2 separate regions of the Mus musculus genome follow, and region 2 is linked to region 1. A link is a contact called in public Hi-C data. All regions are on one chromosome and are shown on one strand. The core of a region is the stretch at or near the end of the contact, and the rest is flanking DNA. Distances in the headings are between cores, read along the strand shown. Region 1 holds the start of Ms4a6d (membrane-spanning 4-domains, subfamily A, member 6D). Region 2 holds the start of Oosp3 (oocyte secreted protein 3).

The links. Hi-C and Micro-C count contacts between places; a contact is called where the count stands out from the background.
Region 2: a Hi-C map of LSK cells shows a contact between it and region 1, with 2.0 times the contacts expected there. A contact is called at or near these places in 18 of 39 promoter capture datasets (the 3T3-L1 cell line, 3T3-L1-derived adipocytes, the C10 cell line and 13 more), 10 of 484 Hi-C or Micro-C datasets (the G1E-ER4 cell line, the HPC-7 cell line, LSK cells and 6 more), 3 of 130 datasets of targeted methods (the HPC-7 cell line, bone marrow-derived macrophages and large pre-B cells) and 4 of 9 other capture datasets (adipose tissue, liver, macrophages and 1 more).

What each region holds. Positions count from the first base shown.
Region 1 is chr19:11,603,392-11,606,091 of GRCm38.p6, forward strand. Ms4a6d (membrane-spanning 4-domains, subfamily A, member 6D) reads right to left here and starts at 1,413. Exons shown (of 7, transcript NM_026835.2): 1 at 1,283-1,413.
Region 2 is chr19:11,695,685-11,698,414 of GRCm38.p6, forward strand. It overlaps Oosp3 (oocyte secreted protein 3), which reads left to right and starts at 1,371. Exons shown (of 6, transcript NM_001033283.2): 1 at 1,371-1,487. The coding sequence starts at 1,415.

The DNA.
Region 1 (2,700 bases), core at 163-2,662:
GCATTCTTGACTTATCCTCCAAGGGAAGAAACTAGAAGACTAAAGAAAATGTAAAATCCCAAACCTTAGATTCAGAAGGATTTTTTTTTTCTGCTTGAGATAGAGGGTTGTTTTTAGACAATGAATATATACATAACATGACAACTCCCACTGATCCCAGTGAACAGAGCCAAATGTTTACATAAAACTTGTAGATTGGAACTGTTGAAATGACTCAGCAAATAAAGGCATTTGACTTCAAGCCTGAAGGTCTGAGTTCGATCTGCTGGACCCATGTAGCAGGAGAGATTCATTGCAAGCTGTCTGTGACCTGCAGATTTGCCTTAACACACATTCACCTGCATGCATACACACATATACACACAAAGAGCTATAATAAAAAGACTTTCAAAATGTAGCATTAATTTCCTAGTTGCTATCATGTTTGAGTGCACTGTCCCTTATTCTGATGAGTTTTATCCTCAGGTTGTTCTACCAGTCTTGAGATATAATTAAAATTTGATCTTCAATCTTTTCCAATTTATGCTACTACTCAAACTACTGAGAGCTATTTGTTCATTGTTTGTCTCATAGTGTTATTTCCAGCATATTTCATCATAGTTTAGAACCCTCACAGTAATTCTATTTGTTAGTAATGTCATAATCAAAAAAGAATTTCAGAGGTAAATTTTGATTCATGTGTGAAAATAACACATGATTTTATAATGACATAGGCTTGATGCTAAATAGATATTTAAAGTTTTTGTTATTAACCAGTTGCCTACACACAGTTGGGTGCTGGATCCCAGCTGTCTCTGTCTCTGGTTCCTCACCCTATTTTCCCACCTGCCTGCGGCAGCCTGTGTCTAAGTCTCCTCAGTGTGGAGAAGCACCTGAATGCAGAGTGAGAAGCCCTGGAGTTGTAACCTGAGGTTCAAGATTAGAACTGTGCCCTTGTTAGGAAGAACCAAGTTGCCTGTGGAATTGGTTTCTGAGCTCAGTTTGCCTCTCTTTTCTGTTCCACTCTCAGACCTTAGACTGCCTAATTAGTGAATGGCTTAAAAGCCTTTGCAGGTACAAGAGCTCTGCTTTTGTTAATTACATGACCTTAGGACAGTGACCACCAAGATCATGGAACTAAAACCAGCCAGGACCGATATAAACCCAATACCCATTCCGTTTGCCCATTTAGTTCTGAAGTGTCCCAGTGTCTCTATTGCTTCCATAAGCACCAGCAATCTCTTACAGTGCAGTCCCAGAAATAGAGTGCTGTACAAAGGAATTTCTCTTCAGGGTTGCCTACCTGAGCCTGTGCGCCTTGTCACCCAGTCACTTCCAGCTGAGCTCTCAGAAACCCCAAGAGCTTTAACTATGGGTTTTCTCAGTCTGATCCTTGGTTCCTTCTTGTGAAGTTCTAACTGTCCCAGCCCTTCCTTCTTCTGTGCTCACTGCACAGGAAGTGGCGCTTACAGTCTGGACATGTGAATGTGCCTTTACTTCCTTTTTCATAGACTTCCAGTAACCAGGAAAATGACTAATTGGACCAGTTCTGGGAGACTTGTAGGTTACTTTTCCTTCCCATAAAATATCATCATGACAGCACTGACATTTTTATCACTGGTTTGAATTTTGTGTCTCTCTAATTATCCTAGATCTAGAATACACATTCAGTGGCAGAGCTGAACCTGCTGAGCATCTCAGAGACCCTAATTTCTGATCTGATCCTCAGTGTGCATTATGCTTACGTGTCTATTGGGTGCCAATGGACAGAGTGAACCAAGTTGTTATGAAAACTGACAAAGGTGTTCTTCTTCCGAGCTGGTTTGCGTCTGCGAAGGATAGCATTGCCTTCAGATCCTGACTTAGTGTCAGTGGAGTTCTGCACATTCCATCTTGGCCCACAATGATATGAGTATCACAAAACCAAGCAAAAACTTCCGTTCTTCCCAAACTTATGAGTCATGAAAGTTGTGGCAGAGATGGAACAAGGAAGATGAACAGAGTTAGACGTCATATTCCCCAAGGCCAGTGATCTTGTGGTGTTAAGTAGAATGTCAGTCAGAGTAGCTTTTCTCAGCTCTGTAACTACTCCATGCTAGAGGGATCATGCATGGGGTTAAAAACTAAAATCTACAGGTAAATAAATAATATGCTACATTTATAAAGGCTTTAATCAATGAACTTAACAAAATATTTAATGATTTCTGCAAAGCTCAAAAATCTAGATCACTATTAGAATACAACTAAGTTTTTCTTTGGTAGTTAGACAGTTACCAGGAAACACTTCCAATCAAAAAAGGGGGGGCAAAAATAGACATGAATACCCAATGGTCTCATGGGCACTGTTTTTTTTTCTTTTATTGATTCTTTGCAAATTTCACATCATGTACCACAGCCCCACTTACCTCCCCCTCCTCTGGTACCTGTCCTCCACCCTTGCCATCTCCCCCCAGCAAAGAAAAAAAAATCTCATTGTGGAAGCTGTAGTGTGTCACAGTGTATCCCACAGTATTCCCTTTTGTCTAAATTTATTTGCTTGAAAATATCTGTTGCAATGATTCTTGGTCTGGTATGAGACCTCTGACTTCTGCTATTCTATCAATACTGAAACCTCACTGGGACTCCTCTCAGATATCCTGTTGCCCTGTGTCATGGAGATCTTATAGCTTTGGATCTATAGGACCACTCCCTTCATACACTCCAGCTGTTCATCGATGAGGT
Region 2 (2,730 bases), core at 121-2,620, 92 kb after region 1:
GCTCTCATCTACTGCTCCAGCACCATGTCTGCCTGCCTGCTGCCTAGCTCTCCACCACAATAGTCATGGCCTCTTTATCTCCAAACAGTAAGCCCCAAATAAATGCTTTCTTTTATCAGTTGCCTTGGTCATGGTGTTTTAGCACACCAATAGAAAAGTAATACATCTGCCTCTATACAGAGGCAGATGCTCGCAGCAAACTGTTGGACTGAGCACAGGTCCCCAATGGGATCCCCAATGGAGGAGTTAAAGAAAAGACTGAAGGAGCTGAAGGGGTTTGCAACCCCATAGGAAGAACAATGATATCAACCAACCAGACCCCCCCCCCAGAGCTCCCAGGGACTAAACTACCAAGGAGGAACCCATGGCTCCAGCTGCATATGTAGCTGAGGATGGCCTTGTTGGGTATCAATGGTAGGAGAGTCGCTTGGTCCTGTGAAGGCTCAATGCCCCAGTGTAGGGGAATTCAAGGGCGGGGAGGTGGGAGTGGGTGGATGGGAGAACATCCTCATAGAAGCAGGGTGGGGGGGAATGGGAAAGGAGGTAACATTTGAAATGTAAATAAAGAAAATATCCAACAAAAAAGGAAAAAATAATAATAACAAGAAAGGAAGAAAAATAATACATGTGGATCATAGGAATTGTTTAATCCTTCAGATGAGCCATCTCTCCAGGAAGTACACATTTCTCTCTGAGGACATCCCATAGTGCCTGGGACTCAAACTCTGTCTGCTCATCTAGAAAGGCTCATTTACAAAGGTATAAGACATTAAAGTCTTAGACATGTCACTCTAGCAAGGACATTTTGAAAACACTGAAGAATACTGGACTCTCCTAAGGTTGTTTTAGAAATGGTCAATATTGGGGTCTCTATTTGCCTCTCCTTCCTGGGTTGCTAAGAGTGAAAACTTCTGCTAAGTTAGCTCCTAATACAACCAATTAATCAGCTAATTAATGAGTTAATCAAGTTAGCTAAATATTACAAACTTGGGGCACATGGATCAAACCATAGATGACAAAGTACAGCATTGTGTCAGCATCCCTAAATCTACCCATACAATGCCAAAAACTGGCCAGGAAATTAGCCACCTAGACAAGCATATTCAGGCCTTACACAGTTAGTTCAAAAGCACCTCATAATGTATGGCTGTACTCACTTAGCCAATACTATATATTTCTAGTCTATATGATAAAGACTTGGGAGCTAGAGTTAATGGTATGTTAAAGGGTTTTTTTGTTGTTGTTGTTTGGTTGGTTTTTTGGGTTTTTTTGTTTTTTTTGTTTTTTGTTTTTTTCCTGAATTGGGTTCATTGAATACATCTGAGTATAGCCTCAAGTATAAAAACACTTCTGGCTTGCTAATTCTTCTCAACTATCTGATACCTGAGAAGATTCTAGGCCGAGGTCTGGCATAATGAAGGCCTTCGTTGCTTCAGGATTGCTGCTGCTCATATTTGGGATGTGGAGATGTTCTGGGATAGAGCCAGGTATCAGAGTGGACCTTGACTGGTGATATTTTCAAGGGGTAGTTCTTCAATGTCTATGAGCTATGAGGGTTTGGGTTTCAAGAGTTTTATCATTCCATCTGAAAAGTTAGAGATTTAATAATTCCTAGCCCTCTATGTTGTCTCCCCCTGAATTACTAGAACATTATTGGCCTGAAATACAAGTTTTACAAACTTAATTCTCATTATCCATGTCTTGTCTTCTTCCCCAATCGCCATAAGTAAAGGTGTCCTGGACTCAAGTCATTCTGTTTGCTGAGGTTCTCATAGTTCCTACCACCCTCCCACTTCTTTCTACATAGGCACTCTTCAGGTTCCTACCAGGTCACCCTTGAGCCATCCGTTCTTCTGCATGATTCTCTCTTCCTACTGCTTATCTGTCTTTTAACAGTTTCCTACCTGTATTATTCAACCACACATCCTTAACTAGCTGTCCTTATGTAATCATCTCTTGTGCCCTCCCTATGTCATTGTACAATACTTTTTAAGATATTCTCAATAAAAGGTTCTTAAACATTCCAGTGTTTTCCTACAGTCAACTCAGTAACACATAGACTACATTCAACATCCCACACAGACTGACCCCAGGCTGCTCTCAGATCCTAGGAAGTCTAAGTTCCCCAAACAACTGAGCAACCTTGTTTCACCACTGGTATGATGGGACAGAAGTCATTTAAAACACCTTCCAGTTCTGCAGATCACCACAGACTCAGCTCAAAGGAGACAAAAGTTAACTTAAGAGTTTTCCAAAGAAACTATTTAGAATGTCTCAAAAGGAAGTTGACTATGAGTCTGGGTACTGAGAATAATGTGTGTAGTATTGGGAGGAAAAAAAGGGAATTCCTGGAGGTAGCGCAGTTACTGTGGAACCTTGGGAATAATATTGTCACTGCTTACAGGAAGGGTGGGGTGTTAGAGGGCAAGAAACATTCCCTACTCTTTGCCTTTTTATAAATGAAAGGGGAATTGTGCAAAATACCTGTTGCAAATGTGATAGCCCAAGCTGGTGAAATATGACCAAAATGAACTAAACATTTTTAAAGAATTGGAAAAAATATTGCTTAAAAGTTAAAGGGCTTTTAAAGACAGAGAAGTGGAGGTCTCTGAGATGGTGGGCAAGGGATGTAAGCAAGAGCAGCTGTGAAGAATGAAAGAAATGAGGCTGGAGGCTGTGAGCTGCTCTGCAAGGCTGCTGAGGTTGCCCACGTAAAGGACAGCGACGGAG